Regions from separate parts of the Triticum aestivum genome. Here region 2 is linked to region 1. A link is a contact called in public Hi-C data. All regions are on one chromosome and are shown on one strand. Each heading gives the region's core, a stretch centred on a gene start, on an enhancer-like site or on the middle of the called end of the contact. The rest is flanking DNA. Distances are from core to core; before and after follow the strand shown. Region 1 holds the start of LOC123045889 (transcription factor RF2a). Region 2 holds the start of LOC123045891 (protein NLP2).

Region 1 (5,884 bases), core at 1,639-4,138:
TTCGCAGAACTAAAATAAATAATGACTGCTCAGACAAACAGATTCAGAAATACAAGTTGTCGATATAGGGGCTGCACATATCCAATAACTTCACTAGTTAGACGTCCATATGGCGACATGGCGTGCCAGGGGATTTGATACTTTTTGAGAATGGCCTACGTCAAGGTGATCCTGTCTCTCCCTATTTGTTGATTCTAGTCGCGGATGTGCTTTCATGGCCTCCCCAGCGGCCCAACCAAGCTCCACCTCTCTACTTTCACTCCGCTGATCTCTAACGCGGAATGCTAACTCGCCAGCAGGAGCAGTCTCCTTTCCTTTGGTCATTGTCAAGACTGTACTGATGGCCATTACTGATCTTAATATTTGGAACACAGATTCAAGATGGATAAGCGCGTGCGGCCATTTTACTGCTGAAGGGCTCATATTCTGTTACACCCCCTACCTTGTAATTTCCTTTTTCTACTTCTCACCTTCGCTCAGAACCTTGTGTATGATATATTGATATGCCCGTCATATCGGGTTTATTTAACAAGTAGTTGGGAGTTAACATGCCGAAAAACCCGCAAATTTAGTAACCATATGCAGACGTAAAAGGTATTTCAAAAAATTGACAAAACATTCAATAACTGAACAAATAAACAATGTCAGCGGTTGGAATTCTAATTAAATGCTTAAAATAGCATAGGCAATTAGGCACGCATTCATTTGAACACCTAAGCATTTACTATTTTTGGCAACCATTCCTGACATTTAGTAGCAATTTTCAGCCAAACCCAGGTTTAAACCATCTAACGCATATCAATGTGCAAGAATTTAAATTAAGGTAAAGCCCAATAGCTAACCTGTAACAGGGCCAACTGAGCTGATAGCGTAGTTGCTTCTGTTTGAAGACACTGTACTTTCCTCTCAAGCTCCGCAATGTAGCGCATCTTTCTTTCTTTTGATCTAGCAGCTGACTGGCGGTTTGCCATGATCCTAAAATGTTTCAACAAAATAGAAGTTAAGAAAAATCAATCCAAGTAATAAGCACTAACCCCTAAAGGCACACACAATGAATAACACCAAATGGTTGGAACAAAATAACTGGAGCCAAATCAAATTACATGACAAAGACACATCCAGATTGTTCTAGCAAAGAAACACACTGAGAAGTTACTCTCATGATATTAAGAGGCTAATAACTTGCACACACTGCAATACTTGCACTAAATTACCATCAGTGAAAAGGGCTATACTGAATTACAATGGTGAAACTCTGTGCTCTCATGTGGCCTCACTCCAACAAAGGTAATGCAATAAAATCAGATATAAGAATTGTACTGACAATTAATCACACTAACATATCCACATATAGAGTTACTTAATTAACAAATGAACAAATTATAAGAGTTAGGTCGTTCTTCATGCCAGAAAATGATGCACTCGCATACATCACCAATTCGCTAGCGTATTTTAAAATGCATATCGCACCAAAGAAGTAAGATTAATATATGTTTAGTACTAAGCTATACTGGAACTATAGACGGTCTCTGTTATATCAAAATACATAGACAGTCCCCTGTGCCATGTTTTGTTCATATATGTTTAGTATTAAGCTATACTGGAACTATAGACGGTCTCTGTTATATCAAAATACATAGACAGTCCCCTGTGCCATGTTTTGTTTCAATCAATCAGGCCAAAAAAAGAGCAGCAAGATCACGTATGATTACTGACTGTTCTGGAAAAACATATGATTCGAGATTCCACAACTTTCGCCCCTTTCACACTTTGTACCTGGGACTGGACTCCTTTTCAAAGAAGGAGAATCCATGTAACCTGTCCCTGTCAACCGCCGCAATTCGATATATCCTACTGCGCGAATCCCTAATAAAGACCAAAAATAGCAACGAAGCAAAGGGAAGTCGGTTCACTTGCGCCGTCAGGGTAGCCTCACCTCTTGGCGCGCTTGGGGTCAACGAGAGCGAGCTCGGCGAGCTTGGCGTCGGAGATGGCCTTCTTGGCGTCCGCGCCGTGCCTCCCCGGCATACCGGAGGAGGCGGACCCGAAAGACGTGGAGCCGTCCATCGACATGCTGTGCTGGTGCCGCGGCCGCGCGGGCGGCGGCGGCTGCGGGTACGGCGACGGCTCCAGCGGCTCGGAGAGTCTGCCGCCGGCCTGGAGGAACATCTCGAACATCCGGCTGCCCCCGCTGCCGCCGCCGCCGCCTTCCTCGTCCTCCTCGTACTCGTCGTCGTCGTCCTCGTCGCCGCCGCCGCCGCCGCTTCCTCCGCCCTCGCCGACGACGCCGAGGTCGGCGTCGAAGGTGAGATCGTCCGGGAGGGCGGTGGCCCCGAGGAGGATCTCCGACTGCGCGCGGCGGTGCCCCGCCGGGCGGCGCGGCGTGGTCTCGGCGGCGGCGTCCTGCGACGCCGACGCCGATCCCGCGGCGGAGGTGGAGGTGGAGGCGGGCGGGGCGTCCATGGCGGGGTTGGGGATGGGAGATCTGCGGCGGGGGAGGAGAGGGGAATGCGGGTGCCTGCGCCGGCGGGGGGAGGGAAGGGGAGGGGAGGGGGCAGGGGGACACGGGGAGCAGAGGGGGCGGAAGCTTAGGAGGGGCAGGAGGAAGACATGCTCGCGCGGAGGTTTGACCAGGGCATTGACTCTGCAGGGAAAGAAAGGAAAGAGGAGGCGACGGGGGCCGGATGGCCGGATGGGGGTGGGGCACCAGCGCCCAATGCGGCGGCGTGCCGCATGCCCGGTTCGGCTGATCGGCTCGGCCGCTGCGCCTTCCGTCCCGTCCGTCCGTAGCCTGGGCCTCGTGGGCTTTCGCGCTCCGCCTCCGATGATGATTCTAGACCGACCGAGCCTCGGTTAGGTGCCTCGCGGCTCGCACCGTGCAGCGGCAGCAAATTCGTCGGGTGCTGGGGAACGGACGGGTTTGGCTGAGCCGCCGCCACCTCTCCACGCAAGAACTTTTGTACTGGTGCTCAGTATTTTTTTTTCCCGGGTAGTACTGGTGCTCAGTATATCCGTGAAACGTACTCCCTCCGTTCAAACATATTTATCATCAAAATGGATAAAAAAAGATGAATCTAAAACTAAAATACATCTAGATATATCCCATTTATCCATTTTGATGACAAGTATTTCCGGACGGAGGGAGTATCTTATACAGGCCGAGCATTTTTTTTAACACAGTACATATCTAGTATTTGACACACTACAATCTAAAGAGTGGTTTAATAATATACGCTTATTTAAACAGTTGATGAGCAATGTACAACCTTTAACAAAATGTGTTGGATTGTGTAAAGATACAGTTTTATCATCCTTTAATAAATTGTGTTGGATTGTTGTAAAGATATGGTTTTATCGTCCTTTAATAAAATGTGATGGATTGTGTGAAGATATGATTACCCGCAAAAAAAAATATGTAAAGAACGATTTTATCATCACTCCCCATTAACTCTATCACATACTCCCTCCATCTCATAAGTGTCAAAAATCGTCTTACAATATGGACGGAGGGAGTAGAAAGAAAAAGAAAAGGAAATAAGCTAGAGCACCAGAAGGCATGTTTGTTTCAGTTTCAGTTGGCTTCAAATCACCTATAAATTCGCTTCACTAGCAAAGTTGTTTCGCAAAATCGGCTTTCCAACTGAAGTACACTTTGCCTCTGCACCTCTAGCAGTTTGTCTAGCAGGCGATGTTAGTGGTTGAAATGTTGATTTACTTTAGCTTCACAACAAAAAGAGATAATTAGTGAAAGACTGCGTAATTGACTAAAATTAGCCTTGAGCTCGGGCATGGCTGTTTTGGTTCTCGGGAGCATTTGCTTCACTGATGAACAATAAATTCAAAACAGGAAACAAACAAATTTTAAAAATTGAATTTTTCATTGTACATATTCATATGTTAGTGTCCAAAGTGTACATGACAAATTTTATGTGAAACGGAACAGTAGTTTTGTCAACAAAAAAATGTTACATAGTCAAGAAATGCCAAAAAAAATGACATCCGATTTGCTCTTTTTTGCGCAGATAGAAATGCTTGGGCATTCCACCTAAGCATTTGCAGATAACATTTAGACAAGAATATGTACATGTCTAATTTTTCACCTTTTTTACATTTACAAAACTATTTTTGGCGGGCAGAAGCAAATGCTCCCCAGAGCCGAATTGAATGTCCGCTTGAGTTCAGATGAACAAAGAAAAATATTCTACAAAAAAATATGAGGCTGATTGGTTTAAGGTCAATATTTGGCTAGCCAACATTTGCCAAAATCAAAAATTGTGAAAATAAAAACATTTGGCAAGAATTAATTGGTTGCCAACCAATTGATAGCCTACTTCTTTTTGACTCGCAGACAACTGGCATGCCAAATATTGGCATCAAAACCAATCAGGCTCATAGAGAAACTAAATTGTGGAGTGCGAGCTTATGGCTGCAGAGCTCCATGGAGCTTGGTAAAAATAAACATATTGATAAGTTTCAAAACAAATCCCTAAAAACTTGTATGTGTTTACTGCAGATTGTGAAATATTGTTTGAAAAGACTATAATTTGTAGGCTACACAGGTAAAATAAATTTTGGCCCAACAACAAAAAAAGCAGATCATTTTGAAATACATGTCATTTTTACGCTACATGTGAAAGAATTTGTTATAAATTTCACACATATGTACTACCTCCGTCCTGGTTTATTGGTCACCATAGTATTTTGTGTCAAACTTTGACCATAGATTTAACTAAGTAAATAATAATGCATGTTAGCAAAAATTATATCCCTAGATTCGAATTTGAACATAGTTTTGAGAGATATTATTTTTGGTTACACGCGTTAACATTTTTTAGTTAAATCTAAGGTCAAAGTTTTGCACAAAATACTAAAGGGACTAATAAACCAGGACGGAGGTAGTAGTATATGTGTATGTTCATTTATAGGTTTCTCTAAAAAAAAATCTGTGATGTATAAATACCGCATTTTAGCCCGCATTCCATTACTCCCTTCGTAAAGAAACATAATAGCATTTAAATCACTTTATTAATCTAAACGCTCTTATATTTCTTTAAGGAGGGAGTACCATTTTTCGCTAAATTGTACCATCATCTGAAATCCTACAGTAGCAATTATTTGAGCATCAGATACCATAACCATTTCATCTAGCCCCGGCGTGGCAAACTTGAGCATCATATAAAGATATCCGACCCAAGACGTAGCAAATTAGACATTACATCAACCAAAAGAGAGCTCAACTTCCTACCGCGATGTAACGAAGGCAAGTATATATTACTTAAATTTAAGGAAAGACTGCATAGAACAATTCATACCAAGGCCAACTCACATATTCCATCACATTCACATTAGGCTATTACACTACAAAGAATGCCAGAGTTGGAAACTCACAACTGCAGTAGAAGCAACCCCTGGTAGCCCTGTACATGTTCCAACCCCCTAATTTGAGTAACAGTTGGAAGATCAACATCTGCAGATACATATATGACATGAGGAAGGGTCTAAAACGAACGAACTAGGGCCAAGGCTGGCATTTTTCTTAGGAGTATTATTTTTGCTGCCTATCTAAGGGGCTCTTCAGACTATGGAAGACACATTCCATTCACTATCACTACTGCATAGGTACAGTTGGCCTGGGGAGTATGGAGTTGACAAGATCCTCGTTTATTTTCACGGGTAGTGGTGGCATCTGCTTCATGATCTCGGGGGCATCATTCATCCTGCAAGCATGTCGCGTGCAAATTATAACTTCACTTGATTCCTCTACGAATGAAACTCAGCCATCATGCTTATTCTTGAAAGGAAAAAATAATTATGATTTGAATCTTAGAATCCTTAACAATTTGAAGACAAAAAACTTTATGCAAATTAAAGGTCGATTAGATAT
Region 2 (5,884 bases), core at 1,619-4,118, 320 kb after region 1:
CACTAGGCGGCGGTTTAAAACTTCGTCGCGGAAAGGGGGTAAAAACCGTTTGTATATCACGTAACTGCACCAGTTTATAGATGCTCTCCCCCTCTCGTAGCTATGCATCTCCATGGATAGATCTTGCGTGCGCGTAGAAATTTTGAGTTTACGATGCAACATTCCTATCAGAGCGATGACGGCTGTGCGTCTTCGGCTCACTACAGTGCTTGAAGTCGTCGCTAGGTGGACCATGGACATGGTTGTAGTTTTTATTATTTCTGTTGTTCTTTGTACTGCCATGATTAAAGATGAATAGATTGGAAGTTTTTGGCAAAAAAACAAAAAACAAATAGGATAAATAGACTCTTGTTAGTATTTTTTTGAATCCTCTATAACACGAAGCTCCCAATGTTTAAAGAGTCCATATTCAATTTAGGTCTCCAATTAAAATTGGGTCACCCGATTTTGATCAGGTCAACAATTTCTCAGAGCTCTCTCATTCAGTTCAATTATACTATGCACTATGCTTTCTATTTTTTAAGGCCTCATAATTAATCGAGCTATTTAATTTGGAATTGTGTCATCCGATTTTTGACCGGATTAACAATTTCACAAGCTCTCCCATTCAATTCTTTTAATTCACCATGTTTCCTAATTTTGAAACTCTTTCATTTAGTTGTGGTATTCAATTTTAGATTTGGTCTACGATTTTAACCGGGCCAATAATATTTCAAATCAATCATCAACAACCGGCCTATAAAAACATATAACGCCCATTCACCCTCCCACCCCCTTGGAAAAAAAGTGCCACCATGTGATATTGTAGTTTCATTATAGTATATATGCAACCACCGACACAGAAGTCAGAATTTTCTCCACATAAGTATAAACTAGTTAGCGGATAACATAGAATCACACCATGAAAGACCCACCAAATCAACGCATTATAAATAAAAATAAAACACACTATCATCCCCCCCCCTCCCCGCCAAACTAAATATTACATCAGTTCCAAAATATAAGGGGTATTAGTTTCTTAGAAAGTCAAATTTCCTTAACTTTGACCAAGTTCAGTGCGAATATATCGACATCCACAATATTAAAAAAAAGTGTGAAAATTCATTCATGATGAATCTAAAAATACTGATATGATACTATGGATTTTTATATATTTCTCTACAAATTTGATCAAACTTAAAAGATTTGCCTTTTTAAAAAGTAATACACCTTATATTTTGAAATAGATTTTTTTAAGAAACCCAACAACACCAACGGCGCGGCAAAGCACACCCAACCCTTCTAGTAATAGAAGAAAACCGCTCGGATTCTTCTGAATCTCGCTACTAAGATTCCTAAATGTGCCTTCCCTCTAACATGCAATGTTTGACCATTTCTGTTCCGATGTGATTTTTTTCATCACAAAAAGGTAACACGAAGAAGATTTGTGGCACAGAGGTGTGGGAGCATGTAGATTTTTGACCGTCTGATTGCCTCGCGATTTGGAAATTTGCTTGGTCTGTGCATCTCTCATGCTTTTTCTTTTGACTTTCAAATTTGTATCTATTATATCTTTTAAACTGAAATTATAATTTATGTTTCATTTGCATATTTGTGTTCCTTGTGACAAGGGCTTTGAAAGTGGCCAAAGTTCTATTTGTAATTCTAATTTATGGCCGACCCCGAATTCCCCATTCCCAACAGATAACGTGAGGCGGCTCGCTACAATCTACCATCAACGAAACCGATTTTTGCTAGCTAATGGTTAGAACGCCTAGAGCTAGCTAGCTCGCTAGGAGGATTGCCCACGCTAATGCTATATCCTAAATGATTCCCCACCCGAAAATGTTCTCTCCCTGTATACGCTGGCGTCATTCTCTGACTAAACCAACAAGGAACAATAGATATGCTCGTACCTTAAAGTACTTTCCCGGAGGTTCAGTGCGATATTTCTTTGGGAAAAAGGGTCCGGTGGTACGTACGCCACTGATGCTGAGCGTCTTGAGAGCGATTTGTATGCTACTTGCACGGTTTGCGGTCGCATGAAAAACAATGTAATCTCTCCTCCCTTTCATGTTTTCAAATGTTAATTACAAAAAAGTCAAGTGGCAAGAGGAGAGGATGGATTCGTGGGAGTTTTATAGGAGCTCGCTCCGTGGTGTGGTCGGTCAAACTTGCAGTAGGTGGCCGTGGAAGTGCATCTACACGTAACGCTTATCCCCCCCAAAACGGAAATTAAGACAGCAGTATGTTCAATGCCTACAGTCATTTTCCTTTCAAATGCCAAGCTCTTTTTTTTAGCTTATGCATAGTTGCTTTGGACAGTTTGCATACAACCTACATAGTTCGACGTCACTCCAATGGGTTCAAAATAAAAAAAAAATAAGTAAAACCACCAACCCATGATTGAATCCTAGGAGCGACAGGACTCTTTAAAAACAAAATACGACCACAAAACGCTCACAAACATGCGCATGCACCCGTTTCTTATGAAGCTACACACACTATACACCAATATAAATACCTTTGAGATGAAGCCCGCACATCTTCTGTTTGACGGGCTCACTAGTCACCACATGTGTTCGTAATTGAGGGGAAGTTGTCTCCCACCCGAGTAAATATTGCCGAAGAAAACATTGTCCACCGTTGTCGAAAAGGCCTAAATTACATTTAAAAAATATTACAAATACCCCATCAAATCAAATTACAGTAAACTAAAAGCTACTCCCTCCGTCCCATACTGAGGACGGAGGGACTAACTGTTTGAGGTACACTCAATTTGGCAGAAGCGACAGATCTGGCGGCGTCAAGTTTTGCTGCAGCTTAGGAATTCGTTCCGTATCAGTTTGCCATTCTAGCACCATTTCCTGTGCCAAAACAGAGGAAGAGAACCCAAGGCCAGAAAAAATCAGCCCAGCTAATAATTAATCATTTAAAGAGGGCGGCCGTGACCGCGAGCCGGGAAGAATCCGCTGCGGGGAGTAGAAAAACAACTAGCTCAAAGCCAGCGACCGGGCTAGAGAATTTCCAACCTCCAATCCAAGCCTCGCCCTCTTCTCGCCTCGTCTCCCTCCCAGCAAGTAGTAGTAGCCTCCGATTCCCTCCTCCCGCCGCCTCGTCAGATCTGCGCCACCGCGCCGCCTCCCCGTCAATCCGTCGTCCTTATCCCGCCCGCCAGCCGAGGAGTGGCGGCCGCCGCTTGGTTTCTTCCGTCCGGGGCTGGCGCTATCGGCGGCGGAGGCTGCCGGGCCTTTTCCGGACCAGCAAATGGTTCCGGAGCTGGGGCTTGGAGGCTTCCGGTTCGGTGTGGTCTGCTGATTGGGCCCAGCCGGGGTACGGTTGGCTCTGCCGGCTTGAATTGGAGGTTCTGAGCTAGACTGAATTTTGTTTCGTCGGAGGAGCTGATTTGGTGAAGTTGTTTCAGGCGGCGACTGATTCTTGGGGAGTAAGCTTCCGGAACCTGCTTCTTTTGATTGCCTTCGTGCTCAATTTCAGATTATAGAGCGTTTTTGGATGAGACGGATAGATTATAGAGCTTCTGTCTTGTGTGCTAGCTTCTTCATCCGTCAGAAAACAGGACTTCTGCAGCTGCTTCGGTTGCCTTTTCCTCCAAAGGTTTGACCTTTTGAGTTAAGTTATTGTGCCGATGATGAACTGCTGATCTAGGATTCTTGGAGTGTGCTTAGTCACTGTATCAAAAGCAGTCTCCTGTTCAGATTCTGCCTGTTAAATCAGTCCTTGTGTTGCACTACGAAGATTCTGATTTGAAAGGACACACACTGTGCCACCCTTTTTATCTGTCCCCAACACAGTGCACTCTTAATTGTCCCACAGGAGTGGATAAGTATCTGGAACCAATCGAGGCAGCAAAGCCATGGATGTGCCTATGCCTTCACAGTCCAACCGCGCTGGATGCAATGGAAGCGTCGGCAGCCCGTCGGATGATCCATATGGCGTTACAGCCATGATGAACTTTGATGGGTACTCAGAGCTCTGCGGCAGCCCTTCATTAGCTGACCAGCTGTTCTCGTTGCTGAACGATTCGTCCACACACCAGATGTTTGCTATGTGGTCATCCTTGGGATCTTCGCCACGTGCTTCTGGTGTCAGTGAAGATATGCAGCTCGATGCCTATTCCAGTGTACCTGGGGATCAAAAGGTTGATTTGGTATCTTCAGTGAATCCAGCTGAAACTGGGACTGGGAGAATGGCCAAGAGTTCAGGCGACCTTGGCTCAGATGGTGATCCTGAGCAAGGAAGTACTAGTTTGGTTCCGAGGCCTATTGCCGGCAACTTACTCGCTGACAGGATGCTCATGGCTCTGTCTTTGTTCAGGAAGTCACTTGGCGGCGGCGTTCTTGCGCAGGTCTGGATGCCTGTTGAGCAGGAGGGGCATGTCGTGCTTAGTACATGTGAACAGCCGTTTCTGCTTGACCAAGCTCTTGCTGGGTACAGAGAAGTATCCAGGCATTTTGTGTTCTCCGCTAAGGAGGAGACCGGCCTTCAACCAGGGCTTCCAGGGAGGGTCTTCATCTCCGGTGTGCCAGAATGGACCTCAAATGTGCTCTACTACAGCAAGCCAGAGTATCTGAGGATGGAGTATGCTCTTCATCACGACGTTCGAGGATCACTTGCTATGCCGATATACGACCCCAGCAAGGGCTCTTGCTGTGCAGTGCTTGAGCTTATCACAAAGAAGGAGAAACCTGACTTTGCTGCAGAAATGGACAACCTTCGCCATGCCTTGCAGGCAAGTTCTAACTTGCTCCCCACCCCTTCCTTTATTTAGTTATGTTTAGCTGGGAAAAAATAGTGATTTACCCATGAAGGAGCGTGTTTACTTCCCACTGCAATGTCTATTATCTCGTATACTGCTTCATTAGTGTATTCTATTAATTTCATGACAAGGGAACATGAACTGTGATGTGGATGCCATTTATAGATGCCATGAATAAAAGCATATACTGAAATTTAAATGCTTGTATTCTGGGAACTCGTATTCATATTGCACTGTCCATGGACAATGGTGGGTGTTTCTTGCACAATCTGGAATTTCTCTTAGCAGTTACGTTTAATACTTATCGTATAACTCTTCTGTAGGCTGTGAACTTGGAGACAGCAAAGGATTGCATTGATCAGAAGGTACCATTCTTCACTTCTCTAATGTTTCTGCTGTGCATCATGGATGCTGGATACAAGTTCTCTTTACAGTTTTGTGTGTGTTTATCTATTGATGTTTGATGTATGTGATGTCTCTTTATTTGCAGGTTTATTCAGCAAATCAGAAAGCCGCTTTCACTGAGATTTTGGATGTTCTAAGAGCTATTTGCCATGCACACATGCTTCCGTTGGCCCTCACATGGGTCCCTTCATCAAATGGCAGTGATGGTGGTTATGTTGGACATGATAGTGTCCTTGATTCTCAGTCAGGAAAAACGATACTCCGCATCCATGAATCAGCGTGTTATGTTAATGATGCAAAGATGCAAGGATTTTTTCATGCATGCACTGAAACTCACCTTGAGAAAGGGCAAGGTATTGCAGGCCGAGCACTCAAGTCCAATCTGCCGTTCTTCTCTCCCAATATCAGAGAATACGGAATTAAAGATTACCCACTCGCACACCATGCTCGTAAGTTTGGCCTGCATGCTGCTGTAGCAATCCGGCTAAGGAGCACATACACCGGTGATGATGACTACATACTAGAATTCTTTCTACCAATCAACTGCACAGGCAGTGAAGAACAACAGATGTTATTGAATAACCTCTCCAGTACTATGCAAAGAATATGCAAAAGTTTACGAACAGTTTCTGAAGCAGAGGTTGATAAAGTTGATGCTTGTACTGCAGTAATGTATAAGGCAACCAGTGGAAGTTGCTTGCCTACTGGTCAGTCTGAGAGTTC

Evidence for each region. Hi-C and Micro-C count contacts between places; a contact is called where the count stands out from the background.
Region 2: a contact with region 1 is called in a Hi-C map of leaf, with 8 times the contacts expected there. The contact joins the promoter of LOC123045891 here to the promoter of LOC123045889 in region 1. A contact is called at or near these places in 3 of 5 Hi-C or Micro-C datasets (all in leaf) and 1 of 1 datasets of contacts at active chromatin or transcription factors (leaf).

What each region holds. Positions count from the first base shown.
Region 1 is chr2B:535,890,939-535,896,822 of IWGSC CS RefSeq v2.1, forward strand. LOC123045889 (transcription factor RF2a) reads right to left here and starts at 2,889. Exons shown (of 4, transcript XM_044469119.1): 1 at 1,937-2,889; 2 at 843-975. The coding sequence starts at 2,463. It overlaps LOC123045890 (homeobox protein Hox-B3), which reads right to left. Exons shown (of 7, transcript XM_044469120.1): 7 at 5,253-5,717. The coding sequence ends at 5,609.
Region 2 is chr2B:536,211,159-536,217,042 of IWGSC CS RefSeq v2.1, forward strand. It overlaps LOC123045891 (protein NLP2), which reads left to right and starts at 2,869. Exons shown (of 7, transcript XM_044469126.1): 1 at 2,869-3,312; 2 at 3,404-3,594; 3 at 3,814-4,729; 4 at 5,080-5,121; 5 at 5,247-5,884. The coding sequence starts at 3,854.